2 separate regions of the Drosophila melanogaster genome follow, and region 1 is linked to region 2. Evidence: chromatin contacts called from public Hi-C data. All regions are on one chromosome and are shown on one strand. Each heading gives the region's core, a stretch centred on a gene start, on an enhancer-like site or on the middle of the called end of the contact. The rest is flanking DNA. Distances are from core to core; before and after follow the strand shown. Region 1 holds the start of BRWD3. Region 2 holds the start of SMC6 (Structural maintenance of chromosomes 6).

The links. A called contact is a pair of places that touch in the nucleus more often than the background predicts.
Region 1: a Hi-C map of the Kc167 cell line shows a contact between it and region 2, with 3 times the contacts expected there. The contact joins the promoter of BRWD3 here to the promoter of SMC6 in region 2. A contact is called at or near these places in 9 of 107 Hi-C or Micro-C datasets (the D17-c3 cell line, the Kc167 cell line, the OSC cell line and 4 more) and 1 of 6 datasets of contacts at active chromatin or transcription factors (the Kc167 cell line).

Annotation. Positions count from the first base shown.
Region 1 is chr3R:24,315,785-24,322,091 of dm6, reverse strand. BRWD3 reads right to left here and starts at 3,092. Exons shown (of 15, transcript NM_170139.3): 1 at 2,935-3,092; 2 at 2,625-2,683; 3 at 2,471-2,500; 4 at 2,016-2,075; 5 at 1,178-1,424; 6 at 309-1,116; 7 at 133-229; 8 at 1-68. The coding sequence starts at 2,977. Nab2 (Nuclear polyadenosine RNA-binding 2) reads left to right here and starts at 3,673. Exons shown (of 5, transcript NM_142986.4): 1 at 3,673-3,877; 2 at 3,971-4,196; 3 at 4,251-6,307. The coding sequence starts at 3,836. It also overlaps asRNA:CR46093.
Region 2 is chr3R:24,187,890-24,194,790 of dm6, reverse strand. It overlaps SMC6 (Structural maintenance of chromosomes 6), which reads left to right and starts at 1,368. Exons shown (of 14, transcript NM_142971.3): 1 at 1,368-1,479; 2 at 1,547-1,809; 3 at 1,867-2,086; 4 at 2,141-2,414; 5 at 2,474-2,600; 6 at 2,668-2,745; 7 at 2,804-2,976; 8 at 3,032-3,429; 9 at 3,486-3,885; 10 at 3,956-4,418; 11 at 4,476-5,087; 12 at 5,151-5,369; 13 at 5,431-5,561; 14 at 5,622-5,741. The coding sequence starts at 1,558. The coding sequence ends at 5,643. CG6204 reads right to left here and starts at 959. Exons shown (of 5, transcript NM_142972.5): 1 at 743-959; 2 at 1-680. The coding sequence starts at 890. It overlaps CG5515, which reads left to right and starts at 5,895. Exons shown (of 3, transcript NM_176554.2): 1 at 5,895-6,121; 2 at 6,184-6,275; 3 at 6,330-6,901. The coding sequence starts at 6,200.

The DNA of each region.
Region 1 (6,307 bases), core at 1,843-4,342, 130 kb before region 2:
TAAAGCTCATCCTTGTGCCCACGCAGAACACGATGCAGCTTGGCTGACTTCGAGTCCCAGATTTTTATCTGTTTTTAAATGGGATTATTAATTATAAGTAAATGTTTAGCACGTTTTAAGACGGATGCTTACAGTAAAATCGTTTACGGCGGTGATGACATAACGGTCCGAGGCATCCCAAGCCACCATGGTTACCTTAAGCCTCTTTCCCTCCTCTGGTTCCGGGCAGCTGCAATTTAATTACAAAGCTATTAGTTTTCAGAGAATTCCTTACTAGCTAGAAACATTTTAAAGAAAATCGCACTCACCTGGCCAGACGCTCCGTCATGCATAGTTTGGAACTTTTCCACTGCTGCGACTCAAACGTCCAGATGTGTGCTGTGCCGTCCTTGCTCCCCGATATAAATCTCAGTCCACGATGCGACCACTGCACCGAGTCCACGGCATCTGTGTAAGCTTCCGTCTCCAATATTCGCTTCGGACCGTCCTCGCCCATCATATAGACGCGCACATGGTGATCGGCAGACCCAGCGGCCAGAAAAATGCCTCCTGGCGAAAAGGTGGTACACATCATCTGAGCTTGTCCGGGCCGCAGTTTCTCATGATACTGCGTTGGCTTCGGGGCAAACGTGATCTTTTGCCCGCGCGGCGTTGAGTATTGCCAGAAGGCGATCGATCCATCTGTGCTGGTAGTCACCAGATATTTCAGATCGCTACGTGGCGACGGACAAAAGTTAACCGAAGTTATCATGCCCGTGTGAGCAGACAGTACGGCGATGGGTGATGTGGTTTGCATGTCCCACACTCTTAGTATGTGATCCAATGACCCGGCAGCCAGCATCGTATTGTCCAAGTTAATGGCTATGTCTGTAATCTCGGATGAGGCGCCTCGCAGAGTGGCCAGCAGGCGGCCATCTGCCGCTGACCATATCTTAATAAGTAGATCATCGGCTCCGGTGATGATGTATCTTCCTGTGCGATCAAACAGAACACAGTACACTGAGGACAGGTGGCCCACAGTGCGACGGAGCAATTTTGTTCGGCGGTAGAGGTCCGTGGGCACGAGGAGCTTGCGACGGACTTCCCCGCCGTGTTCCCGTCCAGTTAGAACGCGATCTTTGGAAATATAAATGGGTTAGTCTCTAATATGCGAATAAAACTCTACCATGCAACTAACCTAAGTTGTGGGTCGGCTTTGTAAGGACCGAATCCGGCAGCGAGACTCCATTCAGGCGGGTGCAGTAGTCCCTTAAGGAGCGATGGCAGTAGACGGTTTCCTTGGTGCGCAGGAGGTTCTGGCGCCCAGTACCCAACAGCGAGTTGATGCCCGGAACACTGGGCGGAAGCTCGCGATCCACCAGTGGACCCAGACGACTGCATATTTCAAGCAAGTGATTGGCGCCAATGTGCTTGTACTTTCGTTCCTGCGAATTCAAAATCAAAATTTAACGTATTCCTATCGATTGGGCGATAAACGGTGCGATAGCTTCAACAACGTATGCTTGTCTCGTTCCCTCGCGCACAAGTCAAGGCAAAGTGGTGGTTGCTTGCATGTGTCTGTGCGCATGGGCATGTGTATGTGTGAGAAACCAAAATGTCGGCTGGTTGCAGCTAATTGTTAAAACTAAATTACAAAGCATTTGTTTAAAAAATTAAGATTTTTCAAAATTTACAATTTTTACGAGGGTTTTAGAATTTTTGCTTTCCACTTTAGTCTTTTACGAATTTTTGCAATTTTTTGCTGCCTTTTTAATTAAATAGTTGCTTACTTATTTGTTAATTTAACAGTCAGAATGATTGATGTCTTTAGTTGTAATGTTTTTTAAATTAACAACTTGAATTTTGATGTGCAACTTTTTCTCTATTCCCTGACACGATGACGTCACAAAGGCGAGCGAACGACTGAGACGGAAAATGCCGCAGCAGACGCACACTTACGCAAGACTTAAATGCCGATCAAAAGGCATTAAACGATAACTTTGAAAAGCTAATTGATTAATTATGAAAACACTCACCAATTCCTCAAAGGTCTGCTCATGCTCGTTTCCCTGCCAATCGAGACGACGCGGCAAAACCTGGGAATCGAAAGGTGTACGTATATATAGACGGGTGTAAATATATATGCATGCATGTATGACTCTTATCACTTGCACTCCGTGACGTCGACGATGACGTCGCGGGGGCATCCCTATGATTCCATTTCTTTTTTCATGTTTTTCTCTTCTTTTTTTAATGGACTATATATTCACGTGGCCCCAGCAAATCCACAATTCAGTCTGATTCCCAACTCTGAGACAAGCGGACGTACAAGTGGGTTTTTCGTCGTTCGCTGCCGGCAGCAGAAACAACAACAAAACCAAAACAAAGCGTATAAACAAACGCGGTTTTCTATTTTTTTTTTGGCCCCCCTCTCAATTCGAGTCCGAAATATCTGTGCCAAAAACACAGCTGCAGCACCAACAAAACTCACCTTCTTCTCTTCGAGTTCCCGGATCAAGACCTACAGTTGGATAGAATTTAGTTTCAGAATTAATGTAAATGTTTGTAAACAAAACGAAATTCCGCTCTTTTAGCGCGAAATACGATTCCAATGCGATCTCGCGCGAGCGCTGCTTTCAACCCACCTTCGCCGTCTCCTCCAGCGGTCCCGCGGCCAGGAACTTGGAAATGAGGAAGTACAGCTCTGCAAGATAGAGGATTTCACGGGTTTTAGTGCAACAAGTTGTCGAAAATGCGCTCGCTGGGAGTCGTCAATATTCCAGATATATCTGGCCAAAGGGGCCCGTGAATTTCGCTTGGCGAAACGCAGTCGAAAAAACGCAGCCATTCGATTCGAAGGGCGAGCGAAACACAGACACACATTTCACAAAGTCAAAGGGGCTGCCTTTGGTAGCCCCGTTGGACGCACTCGCTGCGCCACCGGGCGGTACGCACCTGGCTTTAGATCATCACCGGAACTGGGTTGTCTAGTTTCCATTATTCATTGCGAATTGCAGCTCCGATTATGACAAAATTGCAGTTGCTTTCTTCTAAAATTCTTTTCGCAGCTTCTTCTTCCCGTGTGACACTCGATTGCCATTCCCACCGAATGAAATGCCTTTGCGTATCGATAGTTGGTGGCGGGGCTCACAAGATGGGTATCGAGTCTTAGCCGAAGGAGCCAATTTTCGTATTTGAATTTGAGATGATGCACTGAAATGCTTCGCAGGATTCTACAATCTAAGATATTTACTTCAAATTGAGAATTTTAATTCTCAGTCAAACATATTCGTAGCCATTGGTTTGGAATTTAAGCTTATTATGAAATTTATATTTAGCTATGTGATTAAATAAACTGTTTGCAATTATTCGCTTTTAATTTTCGAATGTAATTTAATAGCTACTACACAAATTCTTGATAACTAGACTTATGATTTAATGAATAACAAGTGAAATCTTTTTATATTTTTAAATTGTCCCATTGGTGTTGATTATTTTGAAGTTATGTTGCACTTCAGTTCATGGCCATGGCCAGGAGCATTTTTAAATTTCAGAAGTTTTTAATTTGCCATTTTAATTTCAAATGAAATTTCTGTAACTATTTATTATTTTAAAGCTATGTTTATAGAAAATCGATATATACATTATAAAACGTGTGAATTAAACGTGAATACCCTTAATGTCAAACGCACACCACTAGTTATGAATATCGGAGCAGCTGCGATATTTTTTTTTTTTGGGAGGTTTTGCCATTTTCTAATGTAACAAAAAGTGGAGTGTAGCCACAAAGTAAGCGTAAATAATAAATGCTCGCGGCGAATAAACAGCGAAAAAGGCGATAGATAAACCAGCAAACATGGAGTGCAATCTGGGCAGCGAGATTGGTCAGAAGATGCGCGTAAGTCATTGGAAAAAAATCAATGAACTCGTTATGGATACCGCTCGGATTGGATACTCCAATACTATATATATTTTTGCACTTCATTAATAGAGCGCCGTAAAGGCAAAGCTGCTGGAGCTGGGAACCGGAGGATCGGCCGGTTTTATAGACGATGAATTGCCGGACTACGTCATGGTCATGGTGGCCAACAAGCGCACCAAACAGCAGATGAACGCCGAGCTGAATCTATTCCTAGGCGATCAAACTGACCTCTTTGTCACCTGGCTGCACGAAGTGCTGCAAAAGCTCCAAGAGGTCACACTCCCCACATCCAGTGGTATGATGGATATGCTCATCATACTTAAGCACCCACTAACTCCAATTTTTTCAGCTTCCAGCAAGAAGCGCAAGTCTCGCGGTCAGGAGAAGGACAAAAAAGGATCCAAGAAGGATAAGCGACCGCACCGAAAGTCCGGAGATGAGCTGTCGGAACCACAGCCAAGTTCCTCAGATGCCATGCCAATTGTCAGTTCCATCACGGATGTTTTTGCCGAAGAGCTTCTCGAGAAGGCAAAGAAAACCATGGACATTGATCTCAGTGCCAAAGACGAGATCCTGCACAAAAAGAAAAATCGCAAGTCCATCGAGGATGAGGATGCATCGGCCAATAGGGCGCTGGATGTGCCCGCTGTGTCTGAGATCATCTCAACTACTATCGGTGTTAACCGGCAAAAAGACCTCGCTGAGCTGGCCGAAATCCAAAAGAAAATTCATGCAGCCAAGAAGCATTTACGCCAGATTGGCGAGATCGGGGATGAAAGCGATGAATATGATGAGGATCTGTTGAACTTGAGCGCGAGGGAGGAGTCTGTAGACCAGGAGCCAGAAGAGGATCCCCCGAAATTGGAGGCTCCACCACGAAAAGCTAAGAGCCCCATTATTTTTAACAGACGCGAGAAGACACCCGAAAAGCGTCCAGAGGCTGAACCGGAGATCGATTCCCGCCAGGAGGAGGCGGAGGAGAAGAGCCCCAAAAAAGATTCTTCGGCTGACAAGGCCAAGGAAGACCGGTCTGAAAGGCGATCGGTGCATGACCGTCTCGGTTCAAAGGCCCAAACGCCGGCAGATCGTTCGCAGCGCAACCAAAAGGAGCTCTATGTGCCGACCCATCGGCGACGGAGCGAACCCGAGGCCACCAAAGAGCGCAGTCAAAGAGAGCGCACCCGAGAACGACGCTCCAGCCGCGATACCTCTAGGGACACTAACCGTAATCAGCGCCAGCGTCGTTCGCCTAGTCCGGAGGCTCCAAGTACAAAGCAACGCATTGTCTCCCAAGTTATTGTGGCCGTTAACAAGCCACCGGAGCCGTCGGACGATGAGGATATGGCCGAAAAGCCAGTCAACTCCGTTATTAAGGTCAAGCCAAGACCAAATGTTTCTCCCAGACGACAGGCCTGCAAGAACCTCCTGCTGCGAGCAGTGGCGGACGCGCAGCGTTCCACAATCCTCGCCAAGACTTCGACACAGAAGGAGGACGAGGATGTGGGCAAGATCATAAGTTCTCTAGGCAAGCGCAAGTCGGAGGATAAGAATGATCAGATTCGTAAACGGAATCGCGAGAGGAAACGAAGAAAGAGAAGTGCACAAGGCAACGAACTCTTCCGGCGCACCACTCGGGAATTAGTGGTAAATGTGACACAAAGGGATGGAAAGCGTGAACGGCGGTCCAACGAGCGTCGCGCCGAGATCAAAGTGGTGGAGGAAGAATATACGCCAAGCCTAATGACTGAGGGCGTCGAGACGTATGTGCCGCAATTGCTGACCAACGTGGATGAATTGGATTTGCACATCAGCTCCCACGACGAGCCAAGTCCCAATTCCGGAGCCCTCAAGACTCAGTTTGTGGTCACGTTAAACGGCGACAAAGCTCTCGGAGGTAAGAATGTCAAGGGAGGGGCCTCTCGCAAGCGGCCGAGCAACTCTCGTAAACGATCCACCTCACCCGTATCCACGCCACAAGTGTCCTCCTCTAATATTGAGCCCACATCTACGACGGTTGACAAGCGACGCCGATCCAATCGGGATAGAAGCTTCTCGCCATCGCCGAGACAGAGCAGTGGGTCACCCTCCCTGCCGACAACACGCAGCATCAATCGCAACGAGGTACGCCGTCAGCCTCAGGAAATCAAGAAGATCATCATAAAAAATGACACCGATGAAGATGATGAAATGCACGGGTCACCGAAGAAACGATCACCAAACAAGCGCCAGCCAGCGGCGGCCAATGGTCACAAGGACAATAAGGATAAGGGTAAAATCGAGGAAGGCTCAACAACTCCACCGCTGCCAGCCAAACCAAAGGCGCGGGCGGAGAAGAAAGCTTCCAGCAAGGAGAAATCCGTAAGATCTAATTCAGCGGAGACGTCATCGGCCGCCAAATCTGTCAGT
Region 2 (6,901 bases), core at 119-2,618:
GACATCCGTTCCGCTGCGCAGCTGTTGCACAAACTCAACTAGTGGTGCTAAAAAATCTTCCCTTAGTAAATTTCGCAGTGCATTCACATATTTGACTACTTTGTCGGACACCAAGCCCTCATCCTCTTCTTCATTGGGAGCCTTAGTTGCATCTTTGCCCAGTAACGTCTCCAGCGTTGGATAAATTAGGCCCTTGACGTTATGTGAAAAGTTACCGGTGAATGCTTCAAGACCATCAATCATGTCGCTTTTAAAGGAAGGTGCCAATTTCTTATAAAGTTCCACCAATTCGTAGCCCTGGTGACTAAGGAGGCCATGCTTATGGGCTCGTAGAAGCATCCACTTACTATGGCTTAATATCAGTGCCGACTCCGCATCGCATTTTGCCACAGCGGCTTTGGCCTGCAAAAGATTCTTGATCTTGTCCAGAAGCGCCGTCTGCCGGCTGAATGCGGACAGAAAGACTTCATCGAATCCGCCCAATTCGAGTTCACAGAGCGACCACAGGACATCCACGAACAGGCCAACTCGTTTCACATTGTCAGTGGCCAACACTTGATTCTCGAAGAGATCTCGCTTATCGGACAAAAAGTATAAGAACATGTCGATGGCTGGCATTTTTAAGGCATTTGTTAACTCGGTCAGGGAGAACCGTGTATGTTGCATCACGTACTCCCCCACTGAAATCAAAAAGCTTGATAGTACCAATATTATGGCTGCTTAACCATAAGGTGGTATTTACCCTCAGATGGGGGGCATTTACGCTCAGATGGGGGGCATTCGATGTACTCCTCATTCTTCTGCAGCTCCAGGGACTTCAAGGACTTCTCCAGGCCCTGCAACAGTTTGTTCTCATCCTGGTCAAACCAATCGTCATCTGAACTTGACATGGGGCTTCGTTTTGATTTCTTGGAAATAAATAAATATTTGATTTCGTGGAAATAGCAAATGAAATAGAGGTGGAGAAACATAGATGGATCGAAATATCACAAACATCGATGTTTTTCAAGGAATCATCGACGTTTCTCCACCTCTAAAATGAAATTTCAAAAATTAAAGTGCGCAATTTACAGTGAACATTTCTTATGTGGACCTAAGGTATTTAAAAATAATTAATTAGCCTTAGCATAAATGCAAAACACAAATATGCACCTTATATTTAAATATGTCTTTAAATATTGAGCAATATACAATTGCAGTTTACTCGCATCTATAAACTGTAATTAGTTAAGTATTTTTAAATATAAGGTGGTACATGCCAATGAATTTCTACTGCATTGGCAGAAATCTGTGATTGTTCTGTGACGCTTCAAATCGCATCCGACCTGGTCACACTGCGCCTGGAACGGAATGGAATGGCTGTGGTGTTATTTCGCAAAATTGTTTACGATAGCGCGCTTGAGATTTCTTTTGCACTCTTATTATTGCAATCAACAACAATTACAATAGTACAGGCACATATCTAGGCTAGTAAGCAGAGTAAGTTCAGTCAGTCCAAACCAAGTTGTTTACATTTATATCAGCCCGCGCTTTTTGCCTCGCGTAGAACAAAACCAAATGGAGCGGAGTCGCAGAGGAAGGATTCGGCGGATGCCTTCGCCCGGATCTGAAAGCGATGGCTCAACGGCAGAACCCACTCGCAAGAGGAGCAAACAGCAGTTCGTGGCGGAGGCGGAGCCGGATTTTGTCGAAGAAGAGACAGAGAAATATGCGAACGCGTCTACTTCGCAGACGGCAAGGTCTCGGAACAAGCAGGCGCGCCAAACAACTTTAAACATGTCCCAGCGCTCCGTGAACTTTAATCTGACGGTAGCACTGAGAGATAAACCATTTAGACCCAGTTTATCTAACCCATATTATCCATAGTCAGAGCTATCGATACCGAACGCCTTCGATCGCTGCGGCAAAGTAATTTCCATGCGTCTCACGAACTTCATGTGCCACTCCAATCTGTTTATTGAGTTTGGGCCCAATATTAACTTCCTGGTTGGCAATAATGGCAGTGGCAAGAGCGCTGTAATCACGGCACTGGCTTTGGGTCTGACCAGCAGCGCTAGGGCAACCAACAGGGCCAGCAGTATACAGAGTAGGTAGGAGAAAGGGCAATACAAATCAGGCAATTATGATATATGCATTTCAGAGTTAATCAAGAACGGCGAAGTTAGTGCCACCATCTCCATAACACTGTCCAATTCGGGATTGCGGCCCTTCAAAGCGGACATCTTCGGGCCCCACCTTACCGTGGTGCGTCAAATACGCCACTCCTCCTCGACGTACGATCTTCAGGACGCTCGAGGTAAAAGCGTCTCGAAGAAAGTGTCCGATATTAGGCGCATGCTGCTCTGCTTCGGCATCAATGTGGAGAATCCGATTTTTGTGCTGAATCAGGAGGCGGCGAGGGAGTTTCTAAAAGAGTAAGAAGATTTGCAATAGCCTTCAGACATGCCTCTTAAGCATGTTTTATTGTTTACAGATTGGAGCCAGCATCGAATTACAAACTGTTGATGAAAGCAACTCAACTGGATGTTTGCACCAGCAGTCTAACTGAGTGCCATGCCCTGCGACGTCATTTCACCCAAGAACTGGAACAATTGGAAAAGGTGGAAATAGTTTAACATTTAATATTTCCTGTCTCTACATATGTTTTTTGTTGTTTTAATTTAACAGAAAAAAGAAATGATGATAAAGCACATTGCCGCGGAGGAGGAAAAGCTGTCGATTCTTGAGGATAAGGAAATGGTCAAGGTAGGAAATTTAACTTCTTGTAATCACGGTAACACCTAACATCGCTATACTTAATCAGGAAAACCTACAGCAGTGCAAAACAAAGCTGGCATGGATGGCCGTGACTAGTTACCAAAATGAGCTCAATAATCTAGAGCATTCAATTAAACTGATTGAAAACAAGAAGGCCAGTCTGGAGCAGACAACATCCAAAAAGGAGAGTACGCAAGCCACCATGAACCAAAAATTGAAGTAAGATTACTAAATAATACAATAATCATATACAATCATTTTATTTTGTCATCAGAGAGTTTGAGGCTTCTAAAAATCAAATATTAGCAACCCAAAAGTTCCAGGATGAAAGGCTTAAAACCGCTAAGAAAGCAGTACAGGATCTGCTTCTAGAAGCCAGCCAAGTCAAAGCCAAGATAGGGAACGCAGAACGGCGCATGCGAGAGGATCAGCGTTCGTATGATGAATGTGAAAAGCTGATAGGAAACTATCATGCCGACTTTAATCGGGTTAATGAGCAGCGGGAAGAAAACGCTAACAAGATTGAGATGTTAAAGAAACAAGTAGTCAAAAGCGAGGAGATCATCGCCCAGTTGCGAGCAGAGCAGCAGGAGATTAAACGAGATATAACCTCAGTCCAGGAAAGGTTGGACGCTGTAAAAAATGGAAGAATACAGCTGCATAAATCAAAGCGTGAGTGGATATCTTCTTTCTAATAGAATCTATTATATATTTTTCAATTTCTACAGAAAACATCAGTTGGGAGATAGAAGCTCTGTCCCGTAACAAGTCCAACAAACTGTCCGTGTACGGTGAGCAAACAATACAGGTTGTTCATGCACTGCGAACTCAGTATGCCGGCTCCAATATGCATAGAATGCCTCGCGGCCCGCTGGGCCAGTATATCAGTGCGCCCAATCCAAAGTACCGCGACCTCATCGAGAACCAGCTCATGCACTGCCTGCGTTCCTTTATCGTTGGCTCAGACCGCGAGCGCCAGTCGCTGCGGGCGTTGCTGCAAAACAAGTTCCAAGGTGGCAATATGCCCACTATTATAACCAGTCCGTTTACGGATCGGGTTTACGACGTGTCTAGGAATAAGGTGCAACCCACTACTCCAAATACCACAGTTCTAATCGATGAAATCAGGTAAATACATTTGCAATTGATGTATGCAATTCATTTCACTATAAATATTCTAAATATTCGAAACATTCAGCTGCGATGATCCTGTGGTAATGAACTACCTTATTGATATTCTGCGTATCGAAACGGTTCTTGTGACGGAGTCCAAGGAAATTGCCGAATTTCTCACCTCCGACACTGAGAATGTGCCGCCCAATCTAACGCGTGTGCTAGTGCCAAACCTGGGACTGGAGTACATACCATCTCCCAACTATGCCGTCTACTCGACTAGAATAACACCCGCCCGCTATATTCAGAAAAACGTTGATGATCGGATACGACAGCTTCAAATGGAGCAAAGCGATCTTCAGGAAAAGGAGCCTTCTTTAGAAATAGACTACATGCAACACAAAAAGGTACTGGAAAACACCCAAAAAGTGATTTCGCAGAAGAGTACTATGATTGGTCAGCATCAATCAAGGAATCAGAAGGCGATGCAGAAGATAATGGAGCTGCAAAATTTTGACTATCAAGAGCTACCGGAGTATGATCGTTTGGTAATGACTATTTCTCACATATCCTTTTATTAGTTATTTATTTTATTGCTTTTGTAGAAATCTCATTTAGCTGATAGCGGCGAGAAAATTGAGAAATGTAGGCTAGAACGGGAAATGCTGCAGGAAAAACTTCTTAGCATCCAACATCGCCAGACAGAACTTGAGTCAACTGAAGCCGAAGAGAGGCGAGCCCTTGAAGGTATTAACAAAAAGCTTACCGCACTGGACACCGAAGCTGGCGAAGTCGAAAGCAAGATGCGAAGCCTGGACCTCCACTATGAAGAAAACACACGTAGATTCCAGAAAACGTTGCAGTTGGAGAGGAAAATGCTTGGCGAGAAGGAAACCGTGCTAAGCGAATTGGAAAAGGCTCGCACCGAGGCCGAGAAATTGGGAGAGTTCATAGCGACGACGCAAACGGAGGAGAAAATACGCGAGGCAATCAGTCGCTACAAATCAAAGATCAAACAGGTGGAGGAGCTGAACTACAATCCTGAAGAGCTGGAGAGAGGGCTGGCGGAATTGCGAGACGAATTGGAACTTCAATCTCGGCACCTGGCCGTGGTTGACTCCGTGGTCAAGAAGCTGCGCATGGCCTACCATCAGCGAGCTCAACTTTTCCAGCGATCGCGACACCATTACTTCACAATGGTTCAGTTTCAGTTTGAGGTATATATTGGGTTGTTGGAAACCTATTACATTCTTACCAATGCTTTTATTTACTTTTCACAGCAAGCTCTTGCTATGCGACAATTTAAAGTTAGTTTCGAGACCAGTGACAAGGAGAAGACGTGGAAGATTAACGTATTTCCGCCCAGTGGGAATGAGACTTCCAATACCAGGAGTTTATCGGGCGGTGAACGATCGTTCACGACAGTTTCCTTGCTGAAAGGACTTTGGAGCACTTCAGATCATCCGTTCTACTTTTTGGACGAATACGATGTGTTTACAGTGAGTTCGTTTTATATTCGCCACTTCTTTGAGTATACCGAGACAATGTACCTTCTTTCAGGATGAAGTGAACCGGAAGTTTATTACGGAAATTCTAATCGGCGAGGGTTTGGAGTGGTTATCGCGTCAGTATTGTTTTCTGACGCCCCAGGATACGAAGGTCGAGGCTAGCAATCTGATCACTGTGCACAAGTATGAAAACTAATTAGTCGAAATTGAGCACCACATTAATTGCATTCAATTTATTTGCAGACTTGAGGCTCCTGAACGGTAACATTTTAAAATAGTGTATTAACTTAAAAGTTGCGGGCGACGAAGCATCAACACAAACTGTATTTATCAGAGTTAATGAAAACCAGATTTATATTGACGAATTAAATTTTAAGTTATGTGATGTTTGTTTTTCGAATAAAATATTGTTCAATATTTATATTGAAATTATTTGAATTTTGAAAGGATTTCAAACGCGCCCTCAAATATTTAATATCCGAAATATTAAGGGTGTTCCTTTGTGTGGCAGCATTGCTAAGTGCAGGGTGGCAACCCTTGCGAATCATATGTTGGCTGCATGTTTAAGCTGCGTAAAGTGGTATGATTTCATTGTTAAAAAAGTGATTTGTCTTAACTTAGGTTCCCAATGTTTTTGAAACCCATTTTTATTCAGGTTTTAAGTCTGACAGACTTGGTTAAAGATATATTTCTCTATTGAACTGAACTCATCAAGCAGTCTGACCGTGCAGCGCCTCTCAGCTGTAAGTAACCTCAACGCGGCGGCGACCGGATTTGTCTTATTTGTTTGTTGAAATTGTTAAAGCTATTAAATTTGCAAAATGAGCCGCAACTACAAGGAAGATCAGACCAACGAGGTCGAGGCGTTGGACTCCATATACTGTGGCGATATGGAGAGTAAGTACCACGGCACTTCCTTGAAATCCATATCCAATAATTGCTTCTGTTCAGTTCTCGCCACGGAGCCGCACCACAAATTCCAGATTCCAATTGCCACGGAGGAGTACAGTTCGGAGGAGCCCGAGAAAGGTCTTGCCTGCAAACTGGTCTTCACATTCACAGCTACCTATCCGGATGGAGCACCCGTGGTGGAAATCGAGGAGCCAGAAAACTTTGAGGACATGTTTGAAACGCGCCTCCTGGAACACCTGCAAAAGACAATTGAGGAGAACCTGGGCATGGAGATGATCTTTTCGCTGGTAAGCAGCGCCCAGGAGTGGCTGAACGAGCGGTGGGATGAACACAAGTTCCACCAGGAGGAACTGCGAGAGCAGAAGCTGCGGGAAATCGAAGAGGAGGAACGCAAGAAGTTTGAGGGCACCCGTGTGACGGTGGAGTCCTTCCTCAAATGGAAGCTCGAATTCGAGGAGAGCACCGGCATTGCCGCCAAGCGGGAGAAGAACAATGTGTCCAAGAAGCAGACCGGACGCGAACTCTTTATGTGCGACAACACGCTCAACGATTCGGATATCAAGTTCCTCCTGGAGGCGGGTGAAAACATTGAAAATGTCAAAATCGATGAG